Regions from separate parts of the Triticum aestivum genome. Here region 2 is linked to region 1. A link is a contact called in public Hi-C data. All regions are on one chromosome and are shown on one strand. Each heading gives the region's core, a stretch centred on a gene start, on an enhancer-like site or on the middle of the called end of the contact. The rest is flanking DNA. Distances are from core to core; before and after follow the strand shown.

Evidence for each region. Hi-C and Micro-C count contacts between places; a contact is called where the count stands out from the background.
Region 2: a Hi-C map of leaf shows a contact between it and region 1, with 5 times the contacts expected there. The contact joins the promoter of LOC123103067 here to the promoter of LOC123103062 in region 1. A contact is called at or near these places in 3 of 5 Hi-C or Micro-C datasets (all in leaf).

The regions. Positions count from the first base shown.
Region 1 is chr5A:307,437,325-307,444,977 of IWGSC CS RefSeq v2.1, reverse strand. LOC123103062 (cytochrome c-type biogenesis ccda-like chloroplastic protein 1) reads right to left here and starts at 3,996. Exons shown (of 12, transcript XM_044524548.1): 1 at 3,737-3,996; 2 at 3,561-3,641; 3 at 3,407-3,462; 4 at 2,895-3,022; 5 at 2,702-2,787; 6 at 2,578-2,609; 7 at 2,191-2,352; 8 at 1,857-1,929; 9 at 1,609-1,749; 10 at 1,148-1,240; 11 at 939-985; 12 at 1-140. The coding sequence starts at 3,836. The coding sequence ends at 39.
Region 2 is chr5A:307,764,455-307,772,107 of IWGSC CS RefSeq v2.1, reverse strand. LOC123103067 (protein LEAD-SENSITIVE 1) reads right to left here and starts at 4,120. Exons shown (of 2, transcript XM_044524554.1): 1 at 3,719-4,120; 2 at 1,327-2,610. The coding sequence starts at 3,815. The coding sequence ends at 1,664. It overlaps LOC123103065, which reads left to right. Exons shown (of 12, transcript XM_044524553.1): 11 at 1-34; 12 at 1,222-1,375. The coding sequence ends at 1,227.

The DNA.
Region 1 (7,653 bases), core at 2,747-5,246:
ATGTGCAACAATGGTGATCCTTGTCTAGCGGCTCTTGTTCAGCAATGGCCTACAACTCTACAGTTCACATCACCATTGATGTCGCAGGGAACAGCTTGTCCAGTAGGGTATAAACACCTCCACCCAATAGAAATGCACCACTGCCAAGCAAATGTTAGTGCAATGCATTTCTACAAATAGAAAATACAATTTAAAAGGAATTCTTGGTATTTTTCTGAGGATATTTTCCTCGACAATAGGATCTTGGTTAGAACCTCTGTGAGGAATAGGAATGGCGCCATTTTTGGTATAAGTTTAGAACAGTACTTTGGAAAAAGCAGTATTCTAGAGGAGAATAAAAGGGTAGGTTTGATGTATTATCTTTTCCCAAAAAGAAAGACAAAAAGTGTAACTGTAAGTCCTGAGCTGAGATAGTGAAATTGTATAAAACAAAATATGCTTGATATCTGTAAAATAAAGGTAGATTAAATGTTCGCCTCCAAAGAAAAAGGACTAGCGATTTCTTACATAGGGTAATTATCGTGTGTTGTTACTGGGCAATCAATATACAGGATACATAGATAGTTAATGTAAATGCTTTAAATGTTCACCTCCAAAGAAAAAGGGGTAGCTATTTCTTACATATGTCAGTTATCATGTGTTGGTAATTGGCAATCAATATACAGTGTACATAAGTATTTAATTACATAGCTAGTCCAGGAATGGATTTAGTTAGTAATTTAGCATTGTGAAGTATATCCGCTGTATTTGTACAAGGAATTGGACACATATGGTTAAAGTTGACAATTTGATGCACAAAATTAAGTTCACCAATATGAGAGTTGATTTTAGAATCTTGACCAAAAAGTACATGATGCGAGTTCATGTAGAGTTAAATATTTACTCAACAGAAAAGAAAAACAAGACACAGTAAGAACTAAAAACTAAGAAGTAGATACCTGATGGGGTTTATCCATGTGGAATATCTTCTGAATGACAGCAAACTCTGTAGAAGGCAATTAACTAATCAGCCATCATAACTCAAAAGTAGAAAAAACATGTGTGGTTGATCTATTAGAATGATGATGTTCATGAAGTCCAAGAGCAACTAGAAGTTAGTTTTTGCTGGTACTATCTTATCTGTACTTAATAATTTCTATATATATACCTGCAATGCTCCAGCAAAAGAGGCTGCAATGAGAAGAGGTGCAACATAGCCAGTTGTATATGTCAACAACAAACTTCCCCCAACAATTGGATCCTGACAGGAGAACGTTGAAGTTGTAGTTACCAGACTTCATCATCATTTAAGAGAAGGAATAAGCTGGAGGAAGCCGATACTACATGTTCACTACTATGTCAAAAGATTAACCAAGCATATTAAAGTACGGTAACACAGATTGGAAAGCGAAGAGTTTAAACAAATGTGAATCACATGGCGAATTACTAACTTTACTAATTAAACTATTAAAGTCTATCACAAAAATTAAAATAATTCTGCATTTGAGCTTTAAGCTACGTAATAAAGTACTGAGGCAACTTATATATCCTGTTACTCCCTCCGTTCCAAATTACTCGTCGCAGAAATGGATGTATCTAGAACTAAAATACATCTAGATACATCCATACCCGCGACAAGTAATTCGGAACGGAGGGAGTATATGCATACTCTTGAAGTGGCAACATATCCCAGAAGGGTAGCAAGAACAGGTGTACTGCAAGGTGATGCTGCTAATGCAAATGTAAGGCCAGCAAGATATGCTTGTACACCTGACAACCAAATACAGTTAGGAAAAAGCAAGATATTACTGACTGATTAAAAGAAATATAATGACATATATAGGGAAGAAATAAAAAATAGTGTCAAGAAACATCACTGGAAGGCAAGTTAGCTGCAGCAGCTCGAGGATCATAATCGCTGAAAAATGAGGGAAGTTGTAGCTCAACTACCTGTCGGATACAACATAATCAGAAAAGAAAATGGATTAGGGTAGTGTGCTTATACCTAATATTATTACAGAAGCAATAGCAGAAACTTAAATTTCAACGAAAGGAATTACCACTGTGATTATGTTTTTACAATTATTTAAGGAAAAAAGAAACCACAATGAAATCAACTCCTAATCGATTTGGCTTTAAGACTGCATGGTAGAAAGATAAATTGATTAACATGCCCCAGTTTATGAATTTTCCTTTTGGTTTGTGATTTACCTCAAGTAGGTTCAGTCCCATGACGATTCCTAACCCAGAAGCAGCCACTGGGAGTCCTTGTCCTACTTGCCCATAAGCCTTTCCAGCAAAAGAAGCAGCAACACCAAGGATGGCTAAGGTTGTTGCCAGTCCTAATGAGAAAGCAACTGAATTTCCAACAACCTACTAGATAGAACAAAAACAACTCAATTTGTATCAGGTATGATACAGACTATCAATGAGCCAAACTAATCATGTAAGCGTCTTAGTACAGATTAGATGTTGCACATACATATTCTGACAGATAACGATGTTGCACATACATATTCTGACAGATAACCATTACCAATTTCTTTTGGTTCTTTTATGGCACGCAAAACCTGAATATGCTTAGTTATCTTAAATTACCTCAGCTCGATCTTTTCCAGAGCCAAAGGCACCTGGAAGATTTTAAAAGATGTGATATATCAATTCATTAGTGCTAACCAATTCTGGGTCAAAGAGATCATTTCAGAATAGCCACTATACTTGCCTATATATCCTAGAGTCAATGGCAGAACACTGAGTGTACAGGGAGACAAACTAGTTACAAGTCCAGCACCAAAAATTACTGCCAAGCTGGAGAATAGAGGAAAAGGTCAGAAAGAAAAGAGGTATGGATAGGAAGCAGAAAATTAAAGGATGCTGTGTCTACAGCAAATTAACTGCAGAGAAAGAAAGCTGACCTGGTGAAACTGAGAGCAGACAACTGATCCAGAACAGCCTCATTAGCTTGCTGCCCAGCTGAAAACAATAAACCTCCAAACCAATCTCCGATGCCTAAGTCAGCCAAGAGAAGTCCCAATGATCCTAGCTGAACAACAAGAAATGGTTTGGGGGGATCGCTCCACGTAAAGAAGGATTTTACCTTTTAGGTTTGCCAAGGGATGCAACAAGCAAGAAACAGGAAACACAGATATAGCCTAGATAGTTTGGAAGCACTTTGCAATAGCGTACTGATTGATTTTGATGCATGGTGTGCTGATTACGGCTTATGAAATTGGCTACGTGTTACACTACCAATCCAAATATCTTTCTCTTTTTTTCCGCGGGGTTAATCCAAATATCTTTGTAGATATTGACAGTCAAAGTTCGATTTTAGCTAATGCCTAAAACTAACAGCTTCTATAGAACAAGGAGGAAGCATCCAGGAACGATAAGAACAAAACAGATTTGAAGGCCCTCCATGTTGTCTCACCAGAGAATCCCCGAGGTCGGCAGCATTCGCAGCCCCAGCAGCAACCAGACTTCCCACTGAACGCAGAAACAGCAGTGTTCTCAGAGCCATGGCATCGAAAACGTTGCCAGCAAGAGATAAAAAAGTACACATAAGGTAAGCTTCAGGTTAGTACCGGCTACACATGACAGCACGATCGGGCGCGGGCGGAGGAGCGACCGCCTCACCACGGCCCCCGGCCTGGCTCCACGAGTCTCTGCGAATGTTTTTCTCACGTGATTATTATATACATAAAAACAGCAGATTGGGTGCCAGTGGAAGCACGAACACGCGGTAAGCGCGGAGACACACCTGTCGTAGGCGAGGAGGATGGGGTGGGGTTAGCAGCTCGCGCTGGGAGGTGTGGGCGGCGGGAGACCACGGGGCGGGTGCTCATGGCGACGGAGAGCATGGCGGGAGGGCGGGATGTTGTCGAGCAGAGGAGAGTGGAGAAAAAGTGTTTTTCGGCTGCGTCGCCCGAGAATAAAGTGAGCGTGTGGACAAGAGAAGAGATAAAAGCGTGTTGCGTGTCTGGTTCACGCTCTGGAGAGTTAGAGCAACTGCCGATCCAAACGGATAGCGATTTTTTTTGTCCATTTGGGTCGACCGTCCGTCCGGCGTCCGTTTATATGGGTCGGCAGCACGCTCAACATGCCAACCCAAATGTATAGGCATGGCCGGCTGGCCACCCAATTTTACATTGATTTGCATTCAAACATATTGTGAAATGAAATAACAAGCAAAATAGTTTAACCGCCCAAATAAATGGTAAACTTTTACAAGACAAATACAAATAAAAATGTTTCACATAGTTTTGCAAACGAATAAAAGAAGATACATTTATTGGTTGCCAACATGAGTCCACATATACTCAACCAAATCATTTTGCAGTTGCACGTGAGTTTCTCAATCACGCATGTCTTCAGCTATCGGCTCTCTCAAATACTCAGGGCCAAACACAGCAATCACAGCCTTGCAGAACTTATACAGTGATTCTAGGCATGTGGACTCGCTCATACGGACGTACTTGTCAATGAGATCATCAGGCACTCCATATGCAAGCATTTGGATGGCGGCAGTGCATTTCTGATAAGAGGAGAAACCAATCTTGCCGATGGCATCCTCTTTGCATTCAAAGTAGTCATCATAGCCGACCACTCCTTTTCTAATATAGTTGAAAACATGCCTACTCATACGAAACCGGCAGCGGAATTTATGATGTTTGAACAACGGGTTTGTTGCATCAAAATAGTCCTTCCAGAGAAGGAAATGCCCGCTCTCTCGGTTACGATTCAAAACCGGAAGGTGGCCCGAAATGGAGCCACTGAATAACGGTCGTTGGTTGTTGAGGTGGTGATGGACCAACACGGCAGCCAATATCTCCTCCTCGTCGTCGGACGACGAATCGTCGGAGTCGCAAAGGAAATTGTGAAAACAGAACTCGTCGGCGGAGTCCATTTTCGTACCTTGACAAACTGTCGAATAGCTTGCGACGTCGAAGAAAGAGACGGCCGACAAGGGGAGACGCGGCGCCCACAGACCAGCTAGCGGGCGTCTTCTTGGTCGCGGGCGGTTGTGCGGTGGGGGAAGCGGCGACGGGAACCAGTTTGCTCTCCGGCGACAAAACGGCGACGGCGGGCGACTAGGGGTAGGGGCGGCGTTGCTAGGCGGATGTGGAGGCGACGGCAGCTGGAAGAGTCGCCGGCAAAAATGGGCGGCGACGCCGATGACGGAGGAGGCGGGGCGAGAGTTGCTTGATGGCCGGAAGGTGAGAGAGGAGGCCAATGTGCCATAGACCAGCGGGCCCGAGGACAAGAGTAGGCGAGCGCGCGCGTCCGTCGCGTGTCCGCACCGATACAAATCAGGCTTAAAAATGTGTCGGAAATGGGTCGCTCACGGACAAAAAACGAACGCGTATCCGTTTAGATCAACGCGTTGCACCGTCTTCTATCCACGTCGATCCAAACAAATGACCGCGGACGAAATGGGTCACCCTATTAAAATTGCTCTTACTTGACTAATGGGTCGTGGCTGGTGAAAAAACATTTCTCATGAATACGCTCGTATCTACCTACTCCAGAGAAATGTATACATGATTAGTTTTCTCATAAGCGTGTTGCGTGGCTGGTGAAAAAACATGGGAGTAGTTACTATAGTTACTAAGCTCCCATGATTTTTTGGCCTCTCGTGGTTTGGGGGTTGTGGAGGGCTTTTTTTGGCCCATTTATGCTTTTTTTTCACTTGACACTAACAGCACGACGTGCACCATTTTTGTAACATCCTTTGCCACTACACTATATGCTGCACAGTCAATAATTAACCGATCAATTTACTGCTCTCGCAAAAAAAAACCCGCTTAATTTACTGCATGCTACGGTTAATGTTTTTATTAATGCTTAAATAAATAAACAACAGGTTGTCTTATACTTATGAGCCAATTTATAAATCGGTTAGAAAGGGTGCTTCAGCAAACAAAAGTGCTCTGCTTGCCTGCATACTATACCAGTAAGATCGTGCCTTCTGCCTTTAGAGCATCTCCAATAGAAAATGTAGGTGAAAAACGGGAAGTGCATGAATAAACCTGGGTACATATGAACCCACTTCGGAAAACATATTTCTAAATGCTAAAAAAAAATCTGAAAATGGTTGCACGGATACGTCTCCATGTTCTATGTGTGTGCATAAATTTTTCCAGAAAAATAACTTTTTTTATGGCATGTGCAAAAAAGACAAAAAATTATGTCGTGAAACGCTATTTAGAAGCACTGAAATTTGTCTTTTTTACAGAGACAAAACAAAAAAAATATTTTTGTGCTGCACACACATTTGCGAACATGTATACGTGAAATTTTCTTTTGAATTTTTTGACTTCTTAAAATGTGTTTAAAGTGCATTTTTTTGAAAAGTGGGTGCATATGCCCATGGATGCAAGAGGTGCCCTCTCGGTGAAAAACTAACTAACTAACTTTTGCATCTTTGAGATCAAAAAGCCACCTCTAATAAATGATGTAGATGTAAAAAAAATATCACCTGGCTAAATGATGTAAAATACAACACCTGGAGATGCAAATTTGCATCTCCACCTGCAGGTGATGTAAAACGGTTGGTCGCACGCCAACTGTTGTTTATTTCTTTTCTCCCCATTGTGCGTCTTCTTCCTCCGACCATCGCCCGCCCACCCACTCACCACGCCACCGTCGTCCCGTGCTAGATCCGGCCGCCAACCAATCCCGCTGTCGTTTCCGTGACTCCGTCGCCACAGCCCGCCTCGAATCGGGCTCGATTCGCCACCGTTGTCGCCGCTCGATTCTCCAGCACCGACATCTGATTCGCCACCGCCAAGCCCCCGCCCCGAGCCCTCACCCTATCGCCGCCCGCCACCAAGCCCCCGCCCCGAGCCCCCACCCCACCGCCTCTGTCGATTCGCCACCGCGAAGCCCCCGCCCCAAGCCCCCAACCCACCATCGCCTGACACCAAGCCGCCACCCCAAGCCCCCACCCCACCGCCGCCGCCTGATTTGCCACCGCAAAGCCCTAGCCCAGAGCCCCCACCTCACCGCCGCCCGCCAGCAAGCCCCCGCCCCACGCCGCCCGTCACCAAGCCCCCGTCCCGAGCCAACCAATTGTCACTACTATAATTCAGCAATATGCAATCCTTTTCACTGGATACTTTTATAAAAATGCTTAAACATGATTGTCACTTCTATATTGCAATCCTTTTTTCTTGAAAAATAGCACAACTAAATGACAATTACACACAACGAGCCAACCAATTGAAATAGACCACACACGAAATAAACATAGGGGACTTAACCCACGACTGAAGAATAGGCGCAGCAAAGCGCGCATCATGCTCTAGTCATTATATAATCATAGAAGGAACAACGGGGTAGAGAGTTACAACATTCTACATACACAAACCGGGCGTAGGAAACATCACATAAACAAAAGACGACAATGTTGCTCAACCCCAAACACAACTACTCCTTCCATTCCTAAATATAAGACGTTTTAGCAATTTGAACTGTCAAAACATCTTATTTTTAGAGACATGTAAAGTACAAAATTATTCTGAAATTAATGTGTTAACACCCTTGGCACCGGCCTTAGCCCAGGAGAAAGCCTCATCCTTGATGGTTTGCGCGAGCGAGATAGAGGGTTGTGTGTTGTTGAAAATGCAACTGTTTTGATGCCTTCAAATGAGCCATGTCGTTAGCAGAATGATATAA
Region 2 (7,653 bases), core at 2,871-5,370, 330 kb before region 1:
AAGCACGCAACCAGGTGTTTGGTTTCCGGAAGAGGTGAGTAGTGCTCCGATAGAAGGAAAACTAATGGAATAGTTGCAACAAATTCCTTCGCGCCTCACAAAAAATAAGAGAATTTAATTCATACTCCCTCTGTAGAGAAATATAAGAGTGTTTAGATCACTAAAGTAGTAATCAAAACGTAGGAATTAGGAGTAGTATAGGAATTTGATAGGATGGGACTTGCCATCCTAAGGATTTGACTTGCCTCGTTCTTACGCGCAAAATGAGCTTTGAGTGGATGTGTAGTTTCCTCCAAAAACACAGGAAATGAGTAGGTTTCCTATGAAATTCCTGTACGCATTTCCTACAAACCGAATGCATATATAGGAAAATTTCCTCCGGAATCCTTGTTCCTATGTTTTTCCTACAAAAATCCTTCAAACCGAATGAGGCCTTATATTTCTTTACGGAGGGAGTACTTTCTAAGATCATCTCAATTATTTGTAATGCAGCCAGAGGGAATAGCAATTGAATCAAGGAAGCTGCTTCTTGAGCGTGCGTCCCAAGGAACAACAAATTTCGTGATGAACAAGTGATTTCCTCTACCCAATTTCACAATATAAGTGGTTAACTCGTAATGTTAATGTTAGCTGACATAGTTATATCACTTGGATTGGCAGGCCTTCATGGATGATAGAGACTGATCCAAAGGAAGTTATCCTAGGAATATACGTGTGAGAAAAAAACTGAAAAAAGAAACACACACAGTTGAATATGGATAGATCAGTTTATAACTCTATCCTAATTTTGTCGATCGAATATTGGAGAAACTTACGGAAGTTCTGGAGTTATTACCGAGGATAAAAAGTAGCCACAATTAGTACGGTGTAGACTGCAGCAAGGAGAATCCTCTCCATAACATTCCTGTGTGACATTTTAGAAAATGCTGTAAATAACATAATGATCAATATATGTAGCATTATAAAACTGCAACTGAGAAAGGACATGCTAGCTTATTCGACAAGTTGGGGAAGGAATTCATGAATAGTACGATGATAGAACATAAGAGTTACTCCTTCCATTCCGAATTATGAGATGTTCAAAACTTTTTCTGAATCACATGTATATAAATGTGTTTGTGTTTTTTTGTTTGAAAAACGTGTTTGGTGTGCTTGTTCATTCATTTCAGCACGTATGTAGTCCATATTAAAATATCTAAAACATCTTACGATTCGGAACAGAGGTGATACTAGACATTATTGCGAGGAAAAGGCTTCAGGAAGCACCAGAAACTCCAGTGGATACTTGTGGAAGGGGAAGAGCACACAAAACAATGGATATTATGATGGAACCAAGAAATATATGACATCACATGGTTTGATTCAAATTTGTGCCAAGACAAATCTTGGCTAGAAGTTTGCACCTTACATCATAACATTACATACAAGCAAAGTGGACGCATTGCTACTTCTTTCAGAGGTAAATTAATTTACATGAACAAGTTCGGGCAACAAGCTTAATAAGTGGATTAAGCAGCAAATCGTCACACCCAGATCGACCAACCTCTTTCAGAGGTAGATTAATTTGCATGAAGAATTGCGTGGAACACACAGATAAGGGAATTGAGCAGCAATCCTCACAAAGCCAAATCAACGAACGACAATACCGCAGCTAAATAACACTTTACTTTTTAGCAAGTCCCCCTTTGCCTGGTAGCTCCAGCGAGCCTCCTGGTGTTGCCGTTTTAGCAAGCTCGCTTTCCCTTGGTAGCTCCGGCAAGCCTCCTGGTGTTGCCATTTTAGCAAGCTCGCCTTCCCCTGGTAGCTCCCGCGAGCCTCCTAGTGTTGCCGTTTTAGCAAGCTCGCTTTCTCCTGGTAGCTCCAGCGAGCCTCCTGGTGTTGCCGTTTTAGCAAGCTCCCCTTCCTCTGGTAGCTCAGGCAAGCCTCCTGGTGTTGCAGTCTCCGCCTGGGTGGCCCCTTGAGGAAGAGCAGGAGTGACATTGTTCACCCAGTGCTCTACAAGCCTTTCCACAGGCACCTTGATCACATCACGGCGAACACCCATGTCTGACACATATCGCCCCACGCAGTACATGCCGCTTGTCACAATTGCCAGACCACTAGCACTAGTTGTCAGGAAACGCAGCGGCGAAGAAGCCACCGCACTGAACGCAGCCGTCAGGGACGCCAGCTGCCCACTGCGCCCAACGCTGTAAGCAGTCTCGACGAGCAGCTCTGTCTTGCAGTATATCGCGAAGTCCTCACAGTTGTTCTTAAACAGGCTATACATGCCAAAGCCATTGTTGAGGAGGTGTTTGGCACGGTGGACAACAAGCTGAGCAGCGTCAGAGAGTGCCATAGTGCACGTTCCTCCACGCGCTTTGGCGAGGAAGAAAGGGGGCGACACAGCATAGTCGAAGAGGTAGAGACTGCCCCCGTCCAGGAAGCAATCGAGACAGGACATTATGACGCCCTGAGGCTTGATGAGGTGCCCACATTTCTCGCAAGGAGGGCCATCCGCCGTAGTCGGCGATGAGCTGAACAGAAACTTGTCTAAGAATGTTCCTGTCCCAATTTCATGTCCAACCGCTCTCGTAAAATGGATGACCATTCCATCTCCAGCATATATCCCTGAAAAATGGAATATCAAACTAGTCAGTACTACTGTATTATACATGACAACATATTAGCACATGTGTACAAGCAAACAAGTCAAGAGGACATCACGAACAAGTATTGCAGTAAGGAGCGTATGCATGGCGAAAACTAGGAAGCATAGGCAGCACTTGCGTGAGCGAAATGCGGCTTGAGAAGGAAGATATTAATCTATAAGATGCTATTCAAAGCCCACTAGTCTAACAAATGGCAAAAGCTTTGCAGGCCTTTGTATTACATAGAAAGCGGTCGAAAGCCAAATTACAAATGTACAGGATGGCCAAAGCTTGCAGTCGATTCTTAACCAGATTGAACAACCATGCGCACAACTTCTGCTGTATCTGAGTCACATAAAACTTGCCAACCCCTTCGCGCCAGCCTGAGCTGAGTGCTCACTTCACTGGGATCCTTGATGCCACATCCCACATAGCAGAGGAGATCCCAGAGTATGATTACCATGGTGTCGAAAACTCAAGTGCTCCCCTTCTGAATTCACATCCGCGCCCGCCTCCAGTGGTGCTGGTGCTGGTGCCGCTGGAAAGGTGGCCAATCATGCTGCGCTGAAGCATAGGCATCCACAGTTGATGAACCCAGACGCACTCGGCAAAGCGAGAATGAGCCGATCCTTCGCTGAAGGGCAACACTTGCAAAATCATGGTTATTGGGAACAACCCTCCTCATCACTGAGGAAAATCTTCCTCAACGGGGGCCAGCCCAGCCACCGGTCGCAATCTGTAGCCGGCAAACGTAAGTCCCCATTTAGGTAAAAGGCATTGCAGACGGAGGCCGCCAAATAGTCTGATTCAGAGATGAGGACATCTATTGTTGCAGGGCGTCTTCAAGGTGACCGTCATTTGACGGAAATATTTCCTCAACAGGGGGGCAGCCCAGACCCCCGTCGCAATCTGTAGCCGGCAAACCTAACATCTATTGTTGCAGGGCGTCTTCAAGGTGACCCCGGAGGACCAGGCGTGAGATTAATGGTGGCGGGGTGCTTAATTAATCCTCGGCCAACCAACGAACCAATTGACAGATATAGTTAGGGGAGATTGGTTGGGGGGAGAAGAATGAGGGGATTACCGACCGTGGTGGGCGTAGATGTAGGCGGTTCTCCACGAGTAGATGTGATCCCCGGCGGCGAGGGCCTCCCGGCCCACCCGATTCGACAGCACCCCCACCATCGACGAATCCAGCACTGGGGTCGAAATCGAAATCGAGTTCCCCAATCTGAAACGGCAGAGATCACCGGGGCCAGAGCATTACAGTCATCCTCGTCGCGCAAACCCTCGCCGCCTCGAACCCGAGGTGTGGCTTGCTTAGCGGCAAAGGATGCCCTGGGTGGATGAACGCGGATGGAGACGGCAATCGGTTAGGGCTGGTTGCTTGGTTAGGTTAGGAAGGAAGCAAGGGCACGAGGAAAGCGGCCGTTGCTCCCGCGTCCGTGCCCGCGACCGCGACCACCACGACTCTCTTTCTCTCTCGGGCCGGGACTGCTTGGTGTTTCCGCAAATTATACCTGGCCATCCGCCGGGCCGGGCCTGACCAAGCCCGAGGTAGAAAACTCAGGCCCGAGCTTGGCCTGGCCCAGTCGTCGGGTCTACTTTTCAGACCCAAGCCTGACCCGCCACTACAAAAGTCCGCCGGGCCTTTCCAGTAAAGCGCAAAAACAGCGGGCCCAGGCCCAGCCTGACCTTCGGCTCAAAACCTAGACCCAGGCCTAGCCCGGGCGCAGCGTCAGGCCGGGCCGGGTCGGGCTTTTTTGGGTCGGGCTGCCCATGGCCAGGACTAAGCGCAATCACCTTTTCATTCATACGCTTCTTTATGAAGAGAGTATTTTTTCCAAAAATAAATGAAGAGAGTATTTTTTCCAAAAATATTTTTATTTTTATATTTACAAAAGTAATTTTAGTTGTCAACCTGACTTTGCTAAAATACGTTTAATCGTGAGTTTTACTTTGGAAAGGCGCTCTAAATGTCAAGGTTGTGTGATATATATGCAACCTTGCGCCGCACAGGTCTATTATCTACGGGTAAGATGAATTTGACACCCTTGAAGCTTAGGTCTCTTCTAATGCACAAGTGCTTAGATGAGATGCTAAACTCATTGAAGTGTTTAACAACTAAAGTCCGCGATGTGTATATGCTTAACTTGTTGTACCTAAGCTTTCTTTGTTTAATTATTTAACAACTAAATTCTCTCCAACCTCACAAAAAAACTAAATTCTCTCATGTATTGGTGAACTTCCTTTATTTAAGTGTTTTGTGCAGATTTGCGCACTTAGCATTGTTTCTTCTCAGTTATCAAAGTGCTCTCTATCCTCCTTAATTGCTTTACCATGTTAATTTTTTGCTTATGTGGCATGCTTAACACATGCACACCATGAAGCACTGCGAAGGGCCTTATATATTCTGATCTATGTAAAATCAATATTGTGTTCACAAAGGTGAAAAAAAATATACTTAATGGCGTTGATAGATGATTTCACTAGATTTTGCTACTTGTATCTGTTCAAAACTAAAGATAAGGCTCTACACTACTTTGCAATATACAAAAATAAAAATTAGCTTGAAAATCAAATCAAACGAGTTCATTCAGATCGTAGTGGAGAGTACTTATCAAATGAATTCAACTCATTATGTGAGGACATGGTATTACTCGTGAGAGAATGTCTCAACATTTGCCTTAATTGGTCAAACGGAATTGTGAAACGAAAAAAATTCATATTCTAGCATATTTGATTAACGTCATGTTAGATATTTCGGGTTTATGAAAGGCATGATGGAGAGAAAAAATTGACATTTTACCATATCTTGAAGAACTTTGTGATGGATAGCTAGTTTACCTTCCTTTTTGTTCTTGACTAGTAGTGCTCATGCACTATTAAAAGGGTATAGTTGGGAGGCAAAGGACAAGCTCAAGTCATGATCAAGACACCCCATTTCCTAAACTGAACCCCAAAGCCAAATAGCTCGACGAATTCCCAAGCCAAAAGTTGTAAAAGTGCAACTTCAAGTTGGTCAAAATCTCCATTTATGCATCTGCAGTGCCAGAAAAGGAGTTGTTTTCAATCGGAGACCGCAATTTCCTCTGGGCCTTCTTGGGCTGGAGCCGAAGTCTCCGGGTCAGTCTCTCGTTGCTCTTGAGCGTGTACTGGAGTATCCAGGAAAGGGGTCGAAGTCTCTGAGGTACCCAGTTCCTAGTTGGTGCTCTGGCAGCGGGGTGATGACCCAGCCGAAGCTTTTGGCTCCTCTTATTGCTACTTTTGGGTTGGATCCGAAGCATCCAGGTACATCTGCCCAGAGCCTTTAGGCCTGACCTCAAGGCCCGATGCTGACTCGCTATTTGGCTCTAGCTCATCCTTCAAGAGCTAACCTTGTGCCTCAGGGCCATTTGGGTCAGAGACTACATGTCAAGACCTGACATCAGAGATGTGTGCAAATATAGTCATTCCATCAGCAAATGCATATAAAAGATTCCAAGCCCCTCCACACAACATGCAAGTTATATACATACACATAACATGCATGCTATGTGGGTGAAACAACATGTAACACAACATATAACTCTACAAAAAAACTGCAACATATATAGACAACAAATTTGAAACAGTAAAGTTTTGCAAATTAATTACTACAAATAAGGATCTCACAATAAGTTGTAAATCTCAGATCGGAAACATAAATATATCTTACTATAAGTGCACCTAGTGCCCCTTAGTGATTTTGGTGTATTGAAGACTTATAGGTTAAGGGACTAATGCGTTTGTGAGTGTACACAGGTCTATAAATCTATGAGGAGTTTGATATTTACGATGAAAGTCATCCCCTCAAAATGAATGTCTTCAGCTGAAGACTTTGGTTTTCTTCAAGACTTTGAAAGTGAAGAAATTGGTGTGACCGTGAAGACTTGATATTCATGCGAGGAATATGAAGCGTGAAGACTTTTATTTTCGTAGTTTCGTTTTCTCTTTCTTGAGTCCTAGGAAACATCGTACTGTTAAAGGGGGTCAAGGTAAAACCAAGGAAAAGTTTCCAAGTGATTCTCATCTCAAAATCCTACACCTAGCAATCCTTTCGAGTGAAGCCATTGGAAATCTCATGCAGTTCAGTCAATTTTTTCAGTGACAGAGACGAAGTTCTTCTGGTCTCTGAGGAATTTTTTCTGACCGAGGAGTTAGGAATTTGCCAGTGCGGATTACCTACAAGTGAGGAACATGATAGCCCTGAGGAATTTGATAGCCAAATTTCTGACCGTTGCTGAGCTACGCGCCAGCTGTCCCAAAATATCTACCCACCTAATGGTCATATCATTGAAGGGAATTTATGTCTTATCATGTCGGGCTGCTCCCTAGGCTATAAATAGCCGCACCTTACAACTACTAGCTGGTTGGCTGCTTCGCGAGAAACTGACACTTGTCATTGAGAGCATCCCATCCTCCAAGGACTTTGAGCAAAAATCATCAAGTGAGGAAAACCCAAACCCAAACACCTACAAACCCAAAGTGATTGAGCATCACTAAAGAGATTGTTCCTGTGTGGAACCGACGCTTATTACCTTTGAGGACTATGCATCCTCTAGACGGTTAGGCGTCATGGTCTAGAGCATCCAAGAGGAAATTGTGGATCACTGAGTGACCAAGTCTATGAAGGTTTGGAAGTCACCTGAAGACTTACCACGAGTGATTGGGCGAGGTCTGTGTGACCTTAGTTCAAGGAGAATACAGTGAGGACTGTGTGTCCGGGATTGTGTGTCCTCAGGTTTAAATACCTAGCTGCTCCAACCAGACGTACGACTGTCACAACAGTTGGAACTGGTCTACCAAATCATCGTCTTCACCAAGCTACTGGTTCTATTTCTTCAACCCTTCCATGTCCTCATTATTGTGTTGAAGTACTTGATCGTTGCTGTTTGAAGAATTTGACTGAAGACTTTCTCAATTTCCTCAATCTTGTTCTTCAGTCACTTCATCTTCAGCCTGCTTATCCTGTGTTTACGCTACTTGTACTTTGTGCTTGTTT